Linked DNA regions of Sus scrofa: region 1 is linked to region 2. A link is a contact called in public HiChIP or PLAC-seq data. All regions are on one chromosome and are shown on one strand. Each heading gives the region's core, a stretch centred on a gene start, on an enhancer-like site or on the middle of the called end of the contact. The rest is flanking DNA. Distances are from core to core; before and after follow the strand shown. Region 1 has its middle 30 kb from the start of OAF. Region 2 has its middle 64 kb from the start of THY1.

What was found. HiChIP or PLAC-seq counts read pairs in DNA pulled down with a chosen protein or histone mark.
Region 1: an H3K27ac HiChIP or PLAC-seq map of skeletal muscle shows a contact between it and region 2, with 6 times the contacts expected there. The contact joins two enhancer-like sites. A contact is called at or near these places in 1 of 47 Hi-C or Micro-C datasets (embryonic fibroblasts) and 1 of 2 datasets of contacts at active chromatin or transcription factors (skeletal muscle).

The regions. Positions count from the first base shown.
Region 1 is chr9:47,311,062-47,318,354 of Sscrofa11.1, reverse strand. No RefSeq gene overlaps it. Among named protein-coding and RNA genes, the nearest start is that of OAF, 30 kb to the left of the region's middle. Within about 2 kb of position 2,779, at least 33 of the 83 cell types and tissues checked have an H3K27ac peak or open chromatin away from gene starts, as enhancers often do. A contact at or near this core is called in skeletal muscle, where this site is marked.
Region 2 is chr9:46,669,957-46,677,715 of Sscrofa11.1, reverse strand. It overlaps a transcript of LOC102161637 not described here. Among named protein-coding and RNA genes, the nearest start is that of THY1, 64 kb to the right of the region's middle. Within about 2 kb of position 4,300, at least 21 of the 83 cell types and tissues checked have an H3K27ac peak or open chromatin away from gene starts, as enhancers often do. A contact at or near this core is called in skeletal muscle, where this site is marked.

The DNA.
Region 1 (7,293 bases), core at 1,530-4,029, 640 kb before region 2:
GAGCCAGGGCGGCCCTCTCACGCCACCCTCCTTCCCACTGCCATTTCCCGTGGCTGGTGGCCTGCCCAAGGTCACAGGCCACGTTAGTAGGGGATCTTTGACCCGTCCTCAGGTCTCAGGGTCCAAACCCCAGTTCTCAGCTCTTATCAGCAGGAGGAAGAGGCTGAAACTAGGCTTGTGTCGGGGTTGGGGCGGGGAAGGTACTGGATCTCCCCTGAAAAAGTGGAACAGGGCCCCCTCCTGGGCTACCTGCGGAAGGTCTGGCGCTGGGTGTGAGAGGGGCTGGGGAGGCAAAGGCTGTGGGGGTACTCTGTCCCCTGGGGCATGGCTGAGTAGCCCAGCTGGCCCGTCAGGGTGCCCCTCCTTCACCTCCTGTCACCTCCACGTCTTCCCGCCCCTCCTCCCTCCTCTCCATCTTCCACCCATCCCTCCTTCTCTCCCTCCCTTCCCCCACTTTCCCTCCCCCCCTTCTTTTCTCCACCCACCTCCCCTTCCTCCTCCTCTTTCTGCTTTTCTCCTTCGAACTAATTGCTTAAGGGTGAAGACCAGGTTGACTTGCGAAAACTCTGATCCATCGCCATGGTGATGCTAATTCAAGCTGAGTTCAAAGGAAATTGTTCCAGTTAAAACTAACAAGCTGGAGCTGGGGCCCCAGGAAGGACCGGTGCCAGGAGGCGTGAGCCCCGGGCCCAGAGAAATAGGAAAAACAAACCGGTCATTGGCTCCTCACACTCCAGCTCTGTTCCGTTCTGCACCCCCAGCTAAGAGGAAGCCTAGGCACGCCTTGCAGGGAGCCCCCTCTGCCTCCGGCCAGGCTCCCTCCAAACCACCTCAGACAACCCAACCCAGGGCACTGAAACCTCCCCCGAAAGCCTACGTGTTCGTTCTCACCTTGTGTTTATGGGGTTTACCCGTCCTTGCTTCTGAGGAGTTCCCACAGTTCTCAGGATGCTCTCCTTCGCTTGGTCATAAGCGTGCATTTGAAAGCAGCGAGTTCCCTTCGTGGCGCAGTGGTTAGCGAATCCGACTAGGAACCATGAGGTTGCGGGTTCGATCCCTGCCTTTGCTCAGTGGGTTAACGATCCGGTGTTGCCGTGAGCTGTGGTGTAGGTTGCAGACGCGGCTCGGATCCCGCGTTGCTGTGGCTCTGGTGTAGGCCGGTGGCTACAGCTCCGATTCAACCCCTAGCCTGGGAACCTCCATATGCCATGGGAGTGGCCCAAAGATAAGAGCAAAAAGACAAAAAAAAAAAAAAAAAAAGCAGCCAGTACTCCTGAAGTGCCTGCTTTCACAACCCACTGGCTACTGGTGCTATTATCACCCCTACTTTTCAGGTTTCCAGGCAGGAGAAAGCTCCTGGGGGAAGCACCTGCTTGATCTGAGCTTGGCCAGGTCTGGCTAGTTCAAGGAATGGGCCTTGAACTGGGGGGAGATGCCTCACCAGTGGACGGGGGGAGGGCTCGATTCCCAAGTACAGGCGAGCAGCCTCTGTGCTTGGAACTGACCAACTCCCCTCCCACCCCTGGGCACCCACAGTGCGTTGTCTGGACTTCCCTCCATCTCAGCTCACCTCCCTCTCAGTCTGGGTGACTCTGAGGGCAGGGATCATGTTTTATTTGTCTGGGACACACCAGGACTAAACCAGGCCCGGGCCGGGCTCACCGTCGTCTAGCTGTCGGAATGCTGAATGGGAGCCCGAGCCCCCTGGGAGGGGGAAGCTGAGGTTCGTCAGGGGAAGAAGTTTGGGTTTGGGGTGCACCATCTCACAGAGGCCAGCTGAGGGCCAGCGGGAGGACGTGGTATTTCCAGTCCACTGGCAGAGGCCAGCCCGGACCGGGAGCCCTTCCCGTGGCAGCCCTCACCTCTCCACTTGGACCTTCCAGAAGACCTCACTCTCTTGCTCAAACTCCGGTTCTTTTTAATTTTAATTTTAATTTTATTTTTTGTCTTTTTGTCCTTTTAGGCCGCACCCATGGCATATGGAGATTCCCAGGCCAGGGGTCTTATTGGAGCTGTAGCCTCCGGCCTACACCACAGCCACAACAGCACCAGATCCGAGCCGCATCTGCGACCTGTACCACAGCTCATGACAACACCAGATCCTTAACCCACCAATCGAGGCCAAGGATCAAACCCACAACTTCATGGTTCCTAGTTGGATTCATTTCCACTGTGCCACGAAGGGAACTTCCGCTTCTTTTTCTTAAACCTGAAATATCCAGTGATCTTTCCAGTTTCAGAAGATGTACTAGTTGAGCAGTTGAAAAAATCCCTCAAGGCTGCGCTCGGGCCAATGTTCCTATCACAGCCCTGCTAATACAAAGCACAGGGCAGGGAAGGTCCTAGGAGAGGCTCGCATTCAAAGGAATGAGTAACCGGGGTCTGGCTGGCCTCTGGGGGCAGGACGCTGGGAGCCAGAAGGCTTCAGATCTGCTCTCTCCTCAGATGTGCCGTGAGACCTTGGGAAAGCTCCTGGTTCTTTGTTCCTCTTTCTTCAGGTGTAACAAACGACGACGCTCATCACTGAGCCGCCTCATTCTCCCAACGTGGTGACAGCACGTCATGGAGCTGTAGACACATGGAAGCATCCCCACCAGCATCACAACCGGGGTGCCTGCCCTCCCCTCCCAATGAGCTGAGGCTCACGCCTGGCCTGTGTCCTGCACACACTCTCTGGGAACACCCCACCCCTCAACTCCAAGCTGTCCTGAAAGGGGAGTTTGGTGTCTCTGGATTACAGAGGCAAAATCCAGCCAGGATGGAGGAAGTGACTCAGCACGGGGGCTGGGGAAGGCCCAGGGCCAGGCCTCCCACTCCCAGGACAACTTGCACTGTGCTTTGTACTCAACCCAGTGCCTTTCATCCCAGCATCTCAAAGCCCCTTTCAAGCTGTAGCAGTCCTGGCAGTTGGGTCATGATCTCTATTAACAGGAGAAAGCTGGAGCCCAAGCCTGGAGGAGGCAACTTTCCTCTGAATGAGGCCTTGACTCTTGGTGGTACCCGGGGACCCAGGATCTGCTAACTCCTCCCTCTGCCTTTCTAGGCTTGGATGAGGCAGCTTGCCTGCTTGCTGACTTAGGGTGGGGAAAGGCTGAGCAGTTGATCTCAGCGGGCTGGGATCGAGAGGGAGTGTGAGGGTGGGGTGTCGTGGGGAAGTTGGGGGCAGAGGAAAATCCAGATGTTGCCCAAGGAAGAAGGGTGGGGTTGGGGAAGTTCCATTTGAATGAGGAAGAAGAGGGGGGCCAGCTCCCTGGAAGAAGATTGCCCGCCCCTGGTCTGATGCTCCAGCTCCAGGATCAAAGCTGCCTTGGGCACCATCCCCTGGGAACAGTGTAACAGTGCTGGGCCCACTAACCCCGAGCTGCTCCAAGGCCTTGGTTTCCCACCTACCCAGCCCACTGCCCCCACTTGTTTCTGTTCCATCCCGATTGTGCCTCCAGCTTGGGTTGCTGACTTAGGCCACTGGGTTGATGACCCAGGATGCCTGTGGCTGCAGACCCTCCAAAGCATTGATGCCAAGCTTCTCTGCTACTTTTTGCCTTCCTGGCCTCAGCCACCACCTCCATCTCCCCTTGTCCTTGAACATGGCCCTGGACTCAGCCATGAATATCTGCTCAATAACCTCCATATCTGACTCTTGGTCTTGCCCTTGGCCTTGGTGCAGGCCAGCAGAGTGACTGCAGTGGGCCTGGCACTTTCCCCGTCTGGACCCTGGACCTTTGTCTTTTTCTTTTTTTCTGGGTTTTTTGTTTGTTTGTTGCTTTTTAGGGCTGCATGTGAGGCACATGGAAGTTCTCAGACCGGGGGCTGAATCAGAGCTGCAGCTGCTGGCTGCGCTACAGCTACAGCAGTGCAGGATCTGAGCCGCGTCTGAGACCTATACCACAGCTCACCGCAACACCGGATCCTTAACCTGCTGAACAAGGCCAGGGATCAAACCCGAATCCTCATGGACACTAGCTGGTTTTGTTACTGCTGAGCCACAACAGGAGCTCCCCTTTATTTTTTTAATTTAAAAAAAAATAATAAAAATTATTATTGCTTTTTAGGGCTGCATGTGTGTGTGACATATGGCAGTTCCCAGGCTAGGGGTGGAATTGGAGTTGCAGCTGCCAGCCTGCACCACAGCCCTAGCAAAACACCTGGACCTTTTTCAAATTTCCACTCCAGGTGGACCCTTCCAAGCCCTGCCATCAGCTTCCCTACTTGGGAGCCCTCTTCCTCTAGGCTTCTGCCTCTGAAGTGTGCCTCAGAGAGGCCCAGCTGGGGCCGGGTTGAGCCTCCGTGGTGGGCTGGCTTTGCTTCTGGCCCAGGAGCTGGGAGTGGGGGAGGAGGAAGCCTGGCTGAAGACAGGCAGCTGGAAGACTCTCCTCACCAAGTCTGGAGGACCCATGAGGGTGGCGATGGATGGAAAGGACTCTGAACCGGGCGGGGAGCTGGGCTTGGTATCAAAATCGTAAGGAGAAAAGAATTTGAACTTTCTTTGGGGGTTTGTGAATTCTGGAGAATAACTTTCTTCAATCTGACGTCTTCAATCCTTATCCGAGGCTCTCAAATGCCTTTCCATTCTGGCCTCCGGACCCCCTCTGCTCTGAGTCCACTATCGCCCTCTCCTTTAGCCCTGGACTCAATGTTTTTCTGGAGATTATTGCAGTCTTTGGATGCAGATGAAAAAAAAACCAGAGACTTAGACCTGGTGGTTTACTCACAGACGCACAGCCAGTCACGTTCAAGCTGGGAGACCGCCCGGGTCCACCTCCCTCCCAAGCTGTGCTCCTTCCATTACACCCTCATCCAGATGTGTGTGTGTGTGTGTGTGTGTGTGTGTGTGTGTGTGTGCTTTCCCAGAAGTCCTCAGAAAATTGTTTACTGGCCTCTCTTCTCGCACCCCCCTTCCTTCCCCCCCCCCCGCCCCGTCTGTCTCTTCTCTCCCCGCTCTGGATGATGTAACGTAATGGGTTGTCTTTGTGTATGACATGTCCCCTCCCACCCCAGGCCTCCGAGGATCGGAAAGGCTGGCACTGGTCTCTCTGCCTCTTCGGGACACCTAGCATCCAGCCCTGTCTCAGGAAGAGGTTTTGTAACTCTTCCCCAGCACAGCAGCCGTCTTGGTACCCATCTTGGATTCTAGGTGGAAATATGAAATGTTTTTAAAAAGGTAATGTGGAGGAAGCAGGAAGGTCAAGGGACCTGTGTGTCTAGGTTTGACTTGGCCTTTTACAGACTGTATGACCTCGAGCACCAGCACTTCAGTTTCCTTCCCTGTATGAGGGGGGTCCTGTCAGGCTCCCATGAGCTGGATTGAAGACGTGCTGCGCATGTACGTGCTTGGTACACTGGAAAGGGTCCAGTCTTCCACGAACATCAACCGGGGGAATCAGGGGTGTTTGGACTTGCTTCCCCCTAGCATTCTGACAGTGACAGCAGGAGAACAGCATCCTCTCCACACCCCTGTCAAAGATAAGATCTAGTTGGAAGGACAATTCTTTTTTTTTTTTTTTTCTTTTTAGGGCCACACCCACATGGAAGTTCCTAGGCTAGGGGTTGAATTGGAGCTGCAGCTGGCAGCCTGCACCACAGCCACAGCAATGCGGGATCCGAGCTACATCTGCGACCTACACCACAGCTCATGGCAACGCCAGATCCTTAACCCACTGAGCGAGGCCAGGGATGGAATCTTCATCCTCATAGATACTACTCAGACTCGCTACTAGTGCTAGATGGATGAGTCTTGACATAAGCCTTATTATGGCAGAATGAACTATCTGGGGGATATTTCATCAGGGGGATATTGGGAATTAAAGACAAATCTAATTAGAGTCATTCCAGATGCTGAGAGTGCACTTATCAACGGATGTGGTGACTCTTCTCTTGTGAGCCATGCTCGGGAATGAGCATGCTTTCTTAGATGAATTCATGCTGGGGTTCTTGTTTTATAAGGGGCAGGGTCAAAGTCAAGCACAGAGGAGAACTAGGCTTTCCCAGGACGACACCAGGCTGTGTTGGTTCTGGGGGAAAAAATGAGTGCTCCCCATGCCTGCAGACATGCTTGCTTCTTGGCCAACGAGGACCCCGGCCATCCTTCTTTGGTGGGAATTTGGAGTCCCAGAGCCCATCATTGCTCTCCTGAACTACCCACTGCTGCCAGGAGCAGAGTCTTCATGAGCATCTGGGTAAATTCAAGGCCATAACTAGAGAACTTTCTGTGGGGAGGTAAAGAGTAGGGAGTCTGATTTAGGGAACTTGAAAGAAGGGACTTGAAGAAAAGGTGGGAAATTGAAGAGACAAAGAGGTCTGGAGGGGAAGGGGGCAGAACCCTGTCCCTAGGCCAGCAGCTGTTGAACTTTCTCTTTGTTGATGCCTAGCGGTCAAGTCCACTTTCCACCAATGCTGGATTGCTCTTAAAGAGCTACCCGAGGGAGAGGAACAAATAAGATTTGCATATCTCCGTTTCGGTCCTCTGTATTTGACCTGGGAAAAAGATGTATTTAGGAAAGGACAGCACTCTTTCCCCTATTTCTTGCAGGGGATTGCATTGAGATGGGACTGGAGGAGCACAGACTCCTGAGGGGTTACCTGAGGGAGTCACCATCGTCACTGGCAGAAGAGGGATCCAGGGGCCTGCAGTGGTGATGATGACACCCCTCCCATTCAGTGGAGACTCAATTCCCCGATGGCTGTTCACAGGTTAGCAAGGAATAACTTTTTTTTTTTCCTTTTTGTCTTTTTGCCTTTTCTAGGGCCGCTCCCGCAGCATATGGAGGTTCCCAGGCTAGGGGTCAAATCAGAGCTGTAGCCACTGCCCTACGCCAGAGCCACAGCAACGCGGGATCCGAGCTGTGTCTGCGACCTACACCACAGCTCACGGCAACGCCGGATCCTTAACCCACTGAGCAAGGCCAAGGATCGAACCCGCAACCTCATGATTCCTAGTCGGATTCATTAACCACTGCGCCACGACGGGAACTCCCTAGCAAGGAATAACTTTTGAGAAACTGAGTAACATCATAGGATAGGATCTAGATACAAATATTCCTGAACACTCACTCAGGCTATAGATACTTGGGTAGGAAGACAGACCCAATAGGCCATCTTGTCCCACCTCCTGCCTTAGGCAGAACTGACCTCTCTTGATATATGATTGTGTTAATACGTCCCTATATCTTCAAGGATCACGACACGACATATTCTTCCATTCATTTACTCATCCATCTGTCCATCCAGCTTTTATTGAAAAATGAGTAAGATAGGGATCTTTCCCCCTTTTTTTCCCTTTTTTTTTTAGGGCTGCAC
Region 2 (7,759 bases), core at 3,051-5,550:
CCACGACAGGAACTCTGTTTTCTGAAAATTTTTAAACACAGCTTCAGTTTCAGTACTTGTGATTAATCTCTTCATAAATGGTGCTGGAAAAACTGGACAGCTACATGTAAAAGAATGAAATTAGAACACTCTCTAACTCCATACACGAAAATATACTCAAAATGGATTAAACACCTAAATGTAAGACCCATACTATAAAACTCCTAGAGGGAAACCTAGGCAGAACACTCTTTGACATAAATCACAGCAATATCTTTTCGGATCCACCTCCTAGAGCCATGAAAATAAAAACAAAAGTAAATGACTGGGACCTAATTAAACTTAAAAGCTTTTGCACAGCAAAGGAAACCATAAAAACAATGAAAAGACAACCCACAGAATGGGAGAAAATATTTGCAAATGAAGCAATGAACAAGGGATTAATCTCCAAAATATAAAAAAAAACACATGCAGCTCAATATCAAAAAAACAAACAACTCTATCAAAAAATGAGCAATTCGCAGCTGTGGCTCGGATCCCGAGTTCCTGTCTGTGGCTGTGGTGTAGGCCAGCAGCTGTAGCTCCGATTTGACCCCTAGCCTGGGAATTCCCATATGTCGAGGGTGCAGCCCTAAAAAGGAAAGGGGGGGGGGCAGAAGACCTGAATAGACATTTCTCCGAAGAAGATATACAGATGGCTAAAAACACATGAAAAGATGCTCAACATTGCTAATTATTAGAGAAATGCAAATCAAAACCACTATGAGGTGCCTCCTCATGCCAGTCAGAATGGCCATCATTAATAAGTCCACAAATAACAAATGCTGGAGAGGGTGTGGAGAAAAGGGACCCCTCCTGCACTGCTGGTAGGAATGTAAATTGATACAACCACTATGGAAAATAGCATGGCAGTTCCCTAAAAAACTGAAAACAGAACTACCAGATGATCCAGCAATCCCACTCCTGGGCATATGTCCAGAAAAAAGTCATAATTTGAAAGTATATATACACCCAGTGTTCATTAAAGCACTATTTACAATAGCCAAGACATGGAATCAGCCTAAATGTCCATCAACAGACAAATGGGTAAGGAAGATGTGGTACATATATACGGCGGAATATTACTCGGCCATAAAAAGAATGACATAATGCTATTTGCAGTAATACGGATGGACTTAGAGATTATCATACTGAGTGAAATAAGTCAGACAGAGAAAGACAAACATCATATGATATCACTTATGTGTAGAATCTTTATTTTAAAAAGATGCCAATGAACTTATTTACAGAATAGAAGCAAACTCATAGATAATTTAAGAAAACAAATTTATGGTTACCAAAGAGGACAGGTGAGGGGGGCGGATGAATTGGGGGTTTGGGATTGGCACATGCACACTATTGTGTATGGGAAGGATGGTAAACAGGGACCTGCTGTGTGGCACAGGGAACTATAGGGAACTATACCCAGTATTTTGTGATAACCTATATGGGAAAAGAACCTGGAAAAGAATGGTTATGTGTATGTGTCTAACTGAATCACTCTGTTGTACAGCAGAAATTATCGCAACATTGTAAATCAGTTATACGTCAATAAAACTTTAATGGGGGGGAGGAAGCTCCTGTGTGGCGCAGCGGTAACAAGCCCGACTAGGATCCATGAGGATGTCCGTTCAATCCCTGGCCTCCCCCAGTGGGTTAAGGATCCAGCATTGCCGTGAGCTGTGGTGTAGGTCACAGACACAGCTCGGATCCCACGTTGCTGTGGCTGTGATGTAAGCCAGCAGCTACAGTTGCAATTGAACCCCTAGAGCCTGGGAACTTCCATATGCTGCAAGTGCGGCCCAAAAAAGAGGAAGGAAGGAGGGAAGAGAGAGAGGAGGCAGCACTGACCCCGGTGGGGAGACGGGGTGGTGGACTGCAAGGGCCAGAGCAGGAAGATAGGAGAGCTTCCAAGATATCTTTGCTCCTGGGCCTTGAGGAGCTAAGACTGCAAGGCTCACCCAGCCACAGGTGTAGACATTTCACCTGACATAGTCCACCAACATGGCTCTGGGCGAAAACAGCCTGCACCCTGTTCCATGGGCTCAGCAGGGGACACCCTTCCCAGCTTCATGGGCTTCTCCTGTCCACAAAAAGAGTCTTGGCATCCAGGTGGCTGCACAGTGGAGGAGGGCACACACCTTATGGGAGGCACATGGTGGCTGCATGTGGCACCAGCCAGGTGAGCCTGCCTGTGACTCACAGACACGGGGGATGGGGTGGGGCTCAGCAGTGTCTCCTGGTCCCCGTGGGCTGTGGCAGCTGGGGGAGCCCTCCCACAGCACTTGTCCTCCCAGCTGGAAAGTGCCTGGACAACCTGGGGGACAGAGAGCCAATGGAAGGAGGAGGGAGGGGACCCCTCAGCACTTTCACACACCCATTCACAGTGTCCCGCAGGTATCGACCTCCCCATTCCTCACAGATGAGGGGCCTGGGGCCCAGAGAGGCCAGTGACGTGGCCTGGGTCACCAGCTGGGACCTGAACTCAACTCCTGGGTCGAAAGTCCATGCCTCTTCTCTTGCATCACTTCTAAGTGAGCCGGGATCCTGAGCTGGGACCCAGGTACAATACCCAGCCCTGTCCTGCCCCACCCTGGGCTTCCAGCCTCAGCTCTGGAGCCAACCCTCAGTTCCAAAGCAGTAAGCGGCCTCAGGTCTGAGATGCAAGGGGTCCTGGGCTACGAGATTCCATCAGTGGATTCACCATCAGCTCCTGAGCCCTCCCTCACCCGGCACATCCTCCCACCACCCACACAGCCTCATCACTTCTCAACAGAGCCCCCAGCCCCCAGCGCCATCGGGGGTCATGCGGCCTCCAGTGGCAGGCCTCGGCTTTCAAAGAAGGTCCAAGTGACCCACTAATAAATAAACAAAGGGGGGTGGGCCCCTCGCCCTCAGGCACCAGGGGTCACCCTCCGAGTGTTTCCTTTCCCTCCCCTGGGATATATTTGGGAGCGCCAGGCCCCGACCTCTTGCAAGGCACCAGGGAGGCCCTGGGGACAGCTCCAGGCTGCCGCAAATATACGACAAATGTGAGACTGCGGGAAGGCTGTCCGTCCTGCCGGCCCCATGCCGCACAACCATGCTGAGACATGGCCACTCCCCCAGAGAGGACTCAGGCTACAAGTGCCCCGGCCCCCCACCCCTGGGCTGCCCACAGGGAGCCCCCACCCCTGTGCTGCCAACTCAGAGGACTTGGCAGACAGGCAGCCCTTCCCCGCTGACTCTTCAGGGCCTGTTCCTGGGCCAGAGGCCAGACAGGAGATGGCCTCTGGCACAAAGACCCTGAAAAACCTGGGGGAAGAAAGAACATGACAAGCAGAACAAGGAGGGGTGGAGGAGGTGTTACCATGTGGGTTGTCCACATTCCCCCTCCTCTGGTCCCCGGGGCTTGCTGCTTCCCTGCCTCCCACCCCGACCCCTCTCCAGAACAGCCACACAAGTCAGGGAGATGGAACTGCCAGCAGGTAATGTTAAACCAAGGAGAAGACACTGCCCTGGCACAGAGGAGGGCCCCCAACTCAGACACTGAATCCGGGAGGACTCCCTGAAGGAGTCGGTTTCTAAGGCCTTGGGGGAGAGATGATTTCAAGGAGAAACAGTTTGTGCAAAGGCCCTGAGGCAACAGAAAATGAGGATTGAAGAGAGTGGATAGGCTCTGGGCACAGGCAGCAGCCAAAAGAGCCCCGCTCCATACTGGTGGCCAGCCGCTCGCTCGTTCTGCTTCCTAGACATCCACAGGAATGCGCCCAGCCTCCCGCTGGCCCCATGAGCGTATTTTGGAAAAAATCTCTTGTCACAGTCCCCAGCCCAGCCCGAGGCTCCTTCAAACTCCTGCATCCTCTCTGAGGCCACTGCTGGGTGGAGCCTCAGCCCTCAGCCCTCCAGGAGTTCCTGACTCATCGAGGAAAAAGCTAAAAAGACCAAGAATCACTCCAGCTCTGGGGGGAAGGCAGCCATGACCTCAGCTCCAGGACACAGAGACAGAGGATGGGGGCAGGAAGCAAGGCAGAGACAGAAGAAGATACAGAAATAGAGACCTAGGTGGAGACTGATGGAAAGAGACATGCTGATCACAGACCGCCCAAGGAAGCAGGACAGAGATACACCAGGCAGTGACAGCTAACAGAAGCCAAAAGCAAAGGGACACTCCTAGGTACACAGGACAGGCTGCCAAGGACTATAAAATCAGCTGATCGGCTGATCCAGAGACAGCCTATGGATCTGGGAAGAAATCGGGTGGGGTGCCTTGACTGCACTTGCAAGAGAAGGCCGTGAGGGGGCGATGTTGCTCCAGCCACTGCCCACCAGCCAGCCCGGCAGCCAGCTCCCCGAAAACAAAAGCAGACTCCATCCATCAGAAGCAGCTGCTGTCTGCTCACTGGAAGGTGTAAGAAACTTGGACGGGGGAACCCAGAGCATCCACACTCTAGGCTGGAGACCCCTCCTCATCTCAGCATCTCCTCAATCCTGACCCTGCCCTCCACATTCCCCGTCACCTTCTCATTCTCCATTTCCTGACCCCTGCCTTCGAAGCACAACATGCCTGAGGACAGGGGGGATGCTGGCTAATTTCCCTGTTCTTTCTGGAAAGGACGCAAACAGATGCTTGGTCTGCTGGGTCTGAAGACTGCCCTTGGCTCCTGCCACAGGACTTGGTCCCCTCCTTTACATCTGACCTTCCAGGCTCTTGGTTTCAAAGCATCACTCACGAAGAGACAATGGTCTTGTATCCACGCTTAACACCAGACTGCAGAACAAAAATCACAAGTGCAACTTTGGGGGAGTTCCCGTTGTGGCTCAGCAGGATACCAACATGACCAGTATCCATGAGGACACGGCTTCAATCCCTGGCCTCATTCAGTGGCATACGGTGTTGCCATGAGCTGGGGGCAGATGTGGCTCAGATCCCATATTGCTGTGGCTGTGGTGTAGGCCTGATACAGCTCCAATTCGACCCCTAGCCTGGGAACCTCCATATGCTGCAGAAGCAGCCCTAAGCAAGAAAAAAACCAAAAACAAGTGCAACCTTGGGTTGTATTAACAGAACCAGTTGTCTGGTGGAGGACGGCGGACAGCAGCAATAAAGTCCAGGCCTCTGGTCACATCTTTTGAAGGGTCGTTAATAAACCTATGTAAGCCAGGAGGAAGGCCACTATAGAAACGTGCTACCCACCCAAGATCCATCAAAGAGCACCGACACCAGGTCAAACACTTTATGTAATCATCTCACCTTATCCTACAGCAACTCGCATCATCATATCCATTTTACAGACGAGAAAACTCAAAGTCCTCTTCCAATGACTATCATGCAGGTGTGGATATTTCTCAAAGCTCCGTCTCAGGCCTTTTCTCCTTTGTGCATATTTCCTAAGTGGTCACATTCCTTCCCATTACCTAGACTTAGTTCTCAAATTAAGTCTTTTGCCTAGATATGTCTCCCAAGTTCCAAACCAGTCTAGCCACCTGCCTTCTCCTGATCTCTTCCTGGATGTCTTCAGGGACCTAACATTCTATGTGCCCAGCGCTAACCCCTGATCTTCAGGTGGTGGGTGACCTGGGCACCCAGCACCCCTCAGCCAGTCTGGACCACACCCAGACCCGTCAGCTTCCAGTGGACGCTGCCCCACACTCAAATCCAGGCTCTCCGCCCTGCCCCCCTCCCTGGACCATCATCCTTCACATCCATCCTGTGACCGGTTCCAAGCTGCTCTCTGTTGCTACCCACACCCTCAACACCACAGCCAGAGCAGTCTCGTTGCTTTGCTTTGCTTTTTTTTTTTGGTCTTTTTGCCTTTTCTAGGGCCACTCCCAAGGCATATTGGAGATTCCCAGGCTAGGGGTTTAACCAGAGCTGTAGCCGTCGGCCTACACCAGAGCCACAGCAACATGGGATCCGAGCCGCGTCTGTGACCTACACCATAGCTCACGGCAACACCGGATCCTTAACCCACTGACCGAGGCCAGGGATCAAACCCGCAACCTCAAGTCTTAGTCAGATTCATTAACCACTGAGCTATGACAGGAACTCCTTTTTTTGCTTTTTTGAGCCATACCTATAGCATATGGAAGTTCCCAGGCTAGGGTTCAAATCAGAGCTACAGCTGCCTACAGCTGCCGTCCTATACCCCAGCCACAGTGATGCAGGATCTGAGCCATGTCTGCGACCTACATCACAGCTCACAGCAACACTGGATCCTTAACCCACCGAGCGAAGCCAAGGATAGAACCTGCATCTTTACGAATGCTCGTCGGGTTTGTTACCACTGAGAAACAATGGGAACTCCCAGGACAGTCTTTTGAAAACATAAACAGACTCATGTCATCCCCCCGCCTAAACCCCTCCAGGGCTTTGTATTGTTCTCAGGGCAAAGTTCAAAGTCCTCGCCACAGTCAGTGCAACCCTGATAACCAGCCGCCCTCTCCAGCCTCAGCGATGTCAGACCTGCCCATCACCACCTCTCACTCTCTCCCGCCAGGCAGGCTCCTCCCTCGGAGAAGGCCTTCTCTTCCTTCCTGTCCTGTCCTGAAGCCCCCACAGCTTGAAACACCCTCTGACCCCCTCCTTAGCCTCCGTCAGGATGGCAACATGCTCTCAACACTGACTTCGGTCTCCGTGCCCACCATGCAGAAGAGGGTGCATTCCGAGGGGAGCAGACCGCATCTGTCTTGGTCACGGCTGGACCCCGGCCTCTGTGCGCCTATACGAGGTGCAAGCTGAGTAAATGCTGGTTGAATGAATTCTGCCCTTTGCGTGCCTCCTGGGGTAGCCCAGCCCCTCCTGGGGTAGCCCAGCCCCGCTCGGGACAGAGCTGACACTTCGTCACTTCTTCCTCCCAGTGAGCTGAATTCCTCTCAAGCTCTTGAAACAACTTCCCTGGATGCCCAAGAAGCGATGTCATTTCTCTTGCTGAGTGCAGGCGGGGTGCGGCCTCATGAGGAATGTGTCTAAAGCATGTGCAGGTGGGGCCGGGCCCATAGCTGGTGTTCAGCGAACAGTAGCTGTGATCACCCACTAATGAGGATGACGACAATGATGACAATGACGTTGGGTGATGAATCGCGATTGCCCTGACCCGGTGTCCCCATGGGGAAGGCCTCCTGTAAAGGCTTGAGCGTGTGACACACCCTCACTCGTGGGTCTCTGGTATGTCCCACCCCACCCCCCACCTTGGTCAGGTGAGGAGCCCGCCAAGGGCCGCCCCAGGCTCTGGCCTCTTGCTTCCTCTGTGTCTGCCCAGGGTGCAGGGGGCTCACTGACCAGGTCCTGGCTGAGGTGGTAGAGGACGGCAGCCAGGGCGGATGGAATGTTCCAGGCAGGTGGCTGAGTCCAGGGACCTACAGGAAGCAGGAGAGGCTGGAGTGACAGCATCTGGAGAGGGTGGGTCTGGCCGTTTGCATTTTTCCCTGACAGCAATGGGAGGCTGGGTTTTCAGCAGGGAGAGCTGTGATCAGAAGGAGATGGGGGGAGCTACTGTTATGGCTCAGTGGTAACGAACCAGACTAGTATTCATGAGGATTCGGGTTTGATCCCTGGCCTCTCAGTGGGTCGGGTATCCGGCGTTGCCATGAGTTGTAGTGTAAGTTGCAGATGTGGCTTGGATCCCAAGTTGCTGTGGCTGCGGTGTAGGTCGGCGGCTGTAGCTCCAGTTCGATCCCTAGCCTGAGAACATCCATATGCCTCGGGTGCAGCCCTGAAAAGACAAAAAGAAAAAAGGAAGCAGATGAGGGAAGTCGAGAT